Regions from separate parts of the Pan troglodytes genome. Here region 2 is linked to region 1. Evidence: chromatin contacts called from public capture Hi-C data. All regions are on one chromosome and are shown on one strand. Each heading gives the region's core, a stretch centred on a gene start, on an enhancer-like site or on the middle of the called end of the contact. The rest is flanking DNA. Distances are from core to core; before and after follow the strand shown.

Region 1 (3,544 bases), core at 273-2,772:
CTTATTAAACAATTAAATGTTAATATTGTTAAAATGAGCACTTGTTATGTGCCAATTAAAATATTAATATTGTTAAAATGAGCACTTATTTTGTGCCAAGCCATGAGCATCTCCTTGTATTATCTCATTTAATCTTCCATAGAATGCAACAGTGTAGATATTCTTTATTTTTTTTTTTAATTTTTTCATTTCCATAGGTTTTTGGGGAACAGGTAGTATTTAGTTACACAAGTAAATTCTTTGGTGGTGATTTGTGAGATTTTGGTGCACCCATCACCCGAGTAGTATACACTGAACCTGATTTTTTGTCTTTTATCCCTCACTCCCTTTCCAGCCTTTCCCGCTGAGTCCCCAAAGTCCATTGTGTCATTCTTATGCCTCTGCATCCTCATATTTTACCTCCTACTTACAAGTGAGAACGTATGATGTTTGGTTTTCCATTCCTGAGTTACTTCACTTAGACTAATGGACTCCAATCCAATCCAGGTTGATGTGAATGCCATTAATGCATTCCTTTTTATGGCTGAGTAGTAGTCCATGTAGATACTCTTTAAATACCCACTGTACAGATAAGGGAGAGGAGGCAAGTAAAGTAGTCAGCCTCTGGTCACAGGTTTAGTAGGTGATGGGCCAGAATTCCAAGCACACTGGTGCCTGCTCTGACTTCTTATCCACCCTGTTTTTACTTACTGAGTGGTCTTGGGCCACTTCATTCCTCAGATTTCAAGAAAACCAGGACAAGAATGAAATAGCAGGCTTGGAAATCAAGTAAATGCTTAGAGGGTCCCAGGATGCCCCTTCAGTTGCTGTTACAAAGCAGTGCATAGGAATTCTTTGGTTGGACTGTGGCATGTGTGGGCATGGACAGTGGGTGGCAGCAGTGATAGGGCAGTAAGATAAATTCCAGTCATATCAAAAAGTAATATTTGCCTGCAGGACTCCAATTCTCTGGTTTGGGGGTTTTCTTTCCCTTTCAGTGTCTTCCCCTCCTCTCTCTCCAGGAGCCTTGGATTTGGTTGATGCAGGTCCATTAGACCAGGACCCAACCTTTCTCATGGTGCAGCACACACAGTAATGACAAATGAGGACCTCATGGTGAGAGGGAAGCCCTGGTGCCTGCCACCCAGCTGCCCAGAGGACCGAGGGACTCAGGATCATGGCACTCCTATAACAGAGTCACAGCAGCTCAGTATCAGACCGTGAGTGCTATGAGGCCTGGGGCTGTGTACCCCTATGCCTAGCACCATTGTTGACTGGATAAATACGAACCCACTCCTGATGTAAAGGAAGGCATTCTGATAAAGTAATTCCCGCTTAGTCTCTAGAGTTTTAATCAGTCAACATAGAGTGTGAGACTGCCCTTCATTTTGGGTGTTTTAGCCACTGGGAGATCTCTGGGGGCAAGGGTCTCTTCCCAGTGCCTGTCATCACACTGAACAGCTTCTTTGTCCTGCCAGTGAGAGGTGAGAGATTAGGCCTGGCTTGCCTGAAGGAGAGGGAGCCGTAAGATAAGGGAGGAGGCTTGCGGGGAGAGCAAAGAACTTAGAGAAGACAAAAAGGCAGGAAGAGGGGAGTGTTTCATGACTGGAGTCTGTTTCAGTAGGGCCGAGGGGGAATGGTGGTCTGAACACAAACCCAGGAAGTTGCTGTGACATGCACTATCTTCCTTCTTATCTGCAGGCAGCTCCAGCTAGATAAGCACGTCACTGTGATTTCTCACTCTTGCCCGCTATGGCCTGAGTGTCTGTGTATGGGCTTCCCTGGGCTTTCTCAGAAATCCAAATGGCTGGCACAAAGATTCAGACCTTGGAAATTGAGTAGCTGAGAGTTGAGGTCTCGGCGGGTAAGATGCATGGTTCTCCATAGCTGGTGGAAAAAGCACAACCCTGTAAGAGTTCCAAGGTCACAGTTCAAGTCCTGTCTTGGTCTTTCACTGGCTGGCTGTGGATTCTTCCCCCCTACCCCACCCCACGCCACTTTTTTTGGGACAGGGTCTCCTCTGTTGCCCAAGCTAGAGTGCAGTGGTGCAACCTTGGCTCACTGCAGCCTTGAACTCCTGGGCTTAAGTGATCCTCCTACCTCAGCCTCCCGAGTAGCTGGGACTACAGGCAAGTACAACCATGCCTGGCTAATTTTTAAAATTTTTTATAGAGTCGGGGCCTTGCTATGTTGCCCAGGCTGGTCTTGAACTCTTGGCCTCAAGTGATCCTCCTGCCTTGGCTTCCCAAAGTGCTGGGATTACAGATGTGAACCACTCTGCCCGGCCTGGCTGTGGGTTCTTGATTTTCTTCATTTCTAAGCTGAACATGGTAATTTCTCCCCAAACTATTTTGCAGAATTATTAGAGGTGATTCAAATCTCCATAAAAGTGTTTTGAAAACTGTAAAGTCTATACAGGCATAACACATTATTATGATTCAAGGTAGCAACAAAATGTCAAATTGGGAAGAGTAGTCCAGTATAGAGGTCAACTGGGCTGCCTCTTTGTCTTGATACAAGCTTACCTGCCTTTAAGCAATTTGGTAACTTGAGTTGCAAATCGTACTCCAAAGCTCTCTAGGGGTGGTGGACACTCCACAGCTTCATTCACTTTTATAGTTGGGATGTCCTTATTCACACTTAACCTAAAATTTGCCTGTTGCAATGGGAGTGCTTATCTTTCTTTACTTTTGATACAGATGGAAAAAAGTGAGTCTAAATCGTCTGTAGTGGGATGTCCCTTTTTGTGCTTAAAGATCACTCTGAGTGCCTCTCATTGACTTCTTTTCCTTAGAGCAGAGGCCCCTGCTCGAAGAAGTCACCTCACTTCCCAGTCTTCTCCCTTTTCCTTCAGTCATTTGAACTGTTCTTTGTGGATATTCATGGTCCAAGCCCTCATCTTCTGTCATAACCTACAGCCCAGGGATGAAGACACACCTGGCCCACTCATGGGAGAGAGGAGGTGTGGTTCCTGTGGTCAGCGCTTGGTGATGGAGGAGGGACAGGCCATTTTGAGCGATTGTGTGGCTGGCTTTTGACTTTCTTAAGTCCTAGTGGCAGTGCCTGGCCAGATTTAGCCCGGCCTTTGGCAATGGGAAGCCTGTGGCAGGTGATACTTGCTGAGCAGATTAACTTTTCTAGTTTGATGCAGACAGACTCTGGGGCATGGCTCAGATAGGCCAAACTCAGAGCATGCTGACATCTGCATATAGAAGACATTTAATACATGACTCTGTAATTGCTTAGATAGCAGCCTGAGGTCAGCAAAAAGAATGCCAGAGAAACAGACAGAATTCCAGGGTGCTAGTTCTAGCCTTTGAAAAACAGTGTGACTAGAGCAACTTACTTGGCCTCTCTGAGCCTCAACTTCCTGATATGTAAAATGAGGACAATATCTGTTTTCTGTTTCACTGTATGACTTGCAAGGACTAGAAGAGTGCATGCTTATGAAAATGTAGAGGACAGTTTAATTTGCAAATTATATGAGGGCTTATTATTTGATGAACCATATCATTCAGTTTACTAAACAAACTTCTCTATTTTCTTGGGCGCAAGGAAAGGAAGC
Region 2 (3,544 bases), core at 651-3,150, 530 kb after region 1:
TTTTTTGTTTTTCTTGAGATGGAGTCTAGCTCTGTCACCTAGGCTGGAATGCAGTGGCACAATCTCGGCTCACTGCAAGCTCCACCTGCCGGTTCACGCCATTCTCCTGCCTCAGCCTCCCCAGTAGCTGGGACTACAGGCGCCCACCACCATGCCCAGCTAATTTTTTTTGGTATTTTTAGTAGAGACAAGGTTTTACCATGTTAGCCAAGATGGTCTCAATCTCCTGACCTCGTGATCCACCCTCCTCGGCCTCCCTAAGTGCTGGGATTACAGGCGTGAGCCACCGTGCCTGGCCCACCCCGATTTTTTAACCAGCATAGCCCCTATGAACAAATATGGGGCTGTGAGTTTATGAGCCTTGCCATAGGCCCTACAGGCAGGAACTATGGCCCATTTGCTTAGTGTACCTGGCAGCTAGCACAGTACCAGGCACGTGGTAGGTGCTCAGGACATGTTCTGAATTGAACTCCCAAGCCCCACAGTCTCATTGTGCACATCTGCACACTCCACTCACATAGTTTTTCTGTTCCTAAATGTACCTTATGTGCTCCAAAGCTCAGTGTTCTTACACCTCCCTCGTTTCCTCTGCCTAAGGGGCCAGGCCCACCTGGTTAGCTCCTGCTGAGCTTTTATACCTCAGCTCAAATGTTACTTTCTCTGGAGCCTTTCCCAGCACTTCAGGTTAAATCAGATCCTGCTGCAATGTACTTTCAGAGCATTCTAGACATTTTCTTCATTACCATGATTCGTTTGTTACAGGCACTTGAGTGGTTGCTTAACGTTCATTTGCCCCACTCAAGTATGAGCTCCAAGTGGGTATAACATCACCATGGCCCACCGATGTATCACCATGTCTTGCCTAGCACCAGAGGCATAGGAAACGCGCAAAGTTTACAAGCATGAATGAATAAATGAACGATCGAGTGAATGAGCACTTTCAAGAGGTAGCCCTTAAAGATTGTAGGGGCCAGCGTGTCAGAGGTGTGGACGTCAGCTGTGCTCTGTGGAGCATTGTGGCACACCTGTCTCAGCCTGGCCGACCATTCTAGCATAATTTGAATATAAGTGTGTCTTTTCTGAGATGGTGTGCATCCTAAGGAAAGGGGCCTCTTGTTCAATCTTTATCGTCTGCATCTAATACAGGAAACTATATCAAACACAGAATTCAAAAGAAACATATATTGAATCGCCACACTTTTCAGCAAGAGTTCTGTTTCTTTAAAAAGGATGGCAGCTTCTCTAACTTATATATCACTCTCTTTCATTACTCAAATCGGGCTATATTCCAAAGCCAAAACAGTGCCCACCACATGTGACTGTATTGCAGCCATCCTATCACCTCTGGCCATCAAGTTTCTGTTGGCCTACAGCCTATTTGCTGAGTTTTTGAGGCATTTTACAAGTATCATTAACCTCATCATGTTCAATAACTGTAAAAGTAGGAAAATCATTGAGTGTGCATTTAGAAAGACTCATGATCATGATGGAATTTAAAGTGAAACAATTTTACATGAGTAGGTACCTATCTGGTATTTGTGGAATGTTTCACTCCTGTCCAACAGGAAAAGTATCTTATTTATGTGGGGTTAAAAAATATTGATCACAGAAAGCTCAGTTCACACATGCCTCCTCATCAATGAGCCAGGGCACATAATTAGTTGACCAGAAGGCTCGCTGGGATTAATTAGCAGCTGTGTGTGAAAAGCTTGGTTCAGACTTGTAGCACGAAGGATAGGGGTTCTAGAATGGCCACTTCCTGGATTCACAGTTCAATCACGCAGGAGGATCTCAGGGCTTGGCTGCTGAAGTTGCTGGGGGCTCTTGGCTCCTATGTGGACCAGTGTGGGCATGTGCACGTCCAGCTACCGCCGGCAGAGGGCAGCAGTACGCTGCGCGTGTTCAATTTGCATCCCAGATTAGCAAATCCCCAAGGACCTACATAAAAAAGAGGGTGTCCCAGCACTACCCTAATTCCTTTTCACTGGGTATCAAGACTGATCTGAGTCATTGCAAACACAGACCTTTTACATTATGTTGGACTTTGGCTCATCTGAAATAGAGAAATGAATACACAACTAGGAGCTGCCATCACAGACAGGAAGTAACTTTAATTAAATATTGTGAAAATTGAAAAGTTTTTACAGCTTGAATTTTTGCAAAAAAAAAAATTATAACAATCTCTACAGTAGTTAGGTTCTCTAACAATTGAACTGTACAGTGTGTGTCTATTCAAAAAGTTTTGATAAGAAGGTGAAAGGTTAGTAGATTTAGAGATGACTTCATTTAAGCTGCATCCTAGTACAATGTGAGGCCAGGGCAATGTTATGCAATCCAGTCATCCAGAAGCTGTATTTTTCCCCCAACACTGAAATCTTAATTTAATTCTTCATTTCATTTTCTTCTTAAAGCCATATTCTGTATTTAGGGGAACATCTTTTATTTGTAAAACTTTTGTGGAGAAGAAAGAGGATCAGAGGGCCAGAATGTCTTTTCATCTAATCAATAGAAATAGAAGCAACAAAACACAAATTATACACATTTTAAAGGCTCTTTGGACTTTCAAGAAGAGTTCTAACCACTGCACATGGCTGACAGATGGGTAGTGTCTGTTGTCAAGGTCTAAGCCGGACACCTTCCCGGCTGACCGTTCATTCCTTCAGAAACAGTTAAGGGGCTCACCAGACAAAATATGGCTTTAACTTGTGTACATCTTCAGGCCAGCGCTTACCACGCAAATTCAGATAACCTTTCTGAGTACCGAGAAGCAATGCGTCCACCTTGCTTACATTTTCCAGTTTTTTTATTATTATTAGTCATCATTATTATTTCTCACCATGAAAAACAGCTTTCCTCCCTCCCTTACCCTCCCACAACTCCCCTCCCCCACCCACCCCAACCCATAAAAATCGCACTCTTGACAGTCTAGTGAAAACCATTGCAAAATCCATATGGGGGCATGCACAGTTGCAGCATTGTTGTAAATGATTTCTTGCTCTACTAGAAAAAGTTACATTGTCTTAAGGTAACAAAACAGTTCTTTTGTGCTTTTCGATTTCTTTGTTTTTTTTTTTTTTTCTTTTTTTCTTTTTCTTTTTTCTTAGAATGTTAGTGATGACTGACAGTTCTGGTGCACAGTTACAATGTACAAGTGAAATGAATATGATTTGCATTGTTAAGGCATCCAATCTGCTGGTTTATATTTATGTGAAAGACAGAGGAAATATACAAGCAGACTTAAGAAAGAAAGTATGTTCATTGATTTCTATGAAGTTTCTCCCTAGAATTTAATGCACAAAATGCGTCACTCCAAAGGGAGAGATTCCATGCATATTAATAGAGTAAAACAGCATTAGGGTTGTTTTGTAAGCTTCCAAAGCAAAGGATACATTTTTTTTTTAATCTACTGAACTAAATACTACAAGAATAATATGCTACTATTTTTTTTTTTTGCCATATATTGGAAAAAACTTCTTAACTTACAAATAATACAAAAATAGACAATGACTTTTGGGTGGAAATTAAAAAAACTGAAGCATGGTTT

What was found. Capture Hi-C pulls out chosen DNA fragments and counts their contacts.
Region 2: a contact with region 1 is called in a capture Hi-C map of stem cell-derived neural stem cells, with 3 times the contacts expected there. The contact joins two enhancer-like sites. A contact is called at or near these places in 4 of 7 Hi-C or Micro-C datasets (blood, induced pluripotent stem cells and stem cell-derived neural progenitor cells) and 1 of 1 other capture datasets (stem cell-derived neural stem cells).

What each region holds. Positions count from the first base shown.
Region 1 is chr4:155,858,464-155,862,007 of NHGRI_mPanTro3-v2.0_pri, forward strand. No RefSeq gene overlaps it. Among named protein-coding and RNA genes, the nearest start is that of CLINT1, 310 kb to the left of the region's middle. Within about 2 kb of position 1,523, at least 1 of the 24 cell types and tissues checked has an H3K27ac peak or open chromatin away from gene starts, as enhancers often do. A contact at or near this core is called in stem cell-derived neural stem cells, where this site is marked.
Region 2 is chr4:156,387,306-156,390,849 of NHGRI_mPanTro3-v2.0_pri, forward strand. It overlaps EBF1 (EBF transcription factor 1), which reads right to left. Exons shown (of 17, transcript XM_063811625.1): 17 at 2,092-3,544. Among named protein-coding and RNA genes, the nearest start is that of EBF1, 400 kb to the right of the region's middle. Within about 2 kb of position 1,901, at least 3 of the 24 cell types and tissues checked have an H3K27ac peak or open chromatin away from gene starts, as enhancers often do. A contact at or near this core is called in stem cell-derived neural stem cells, where this site is marked.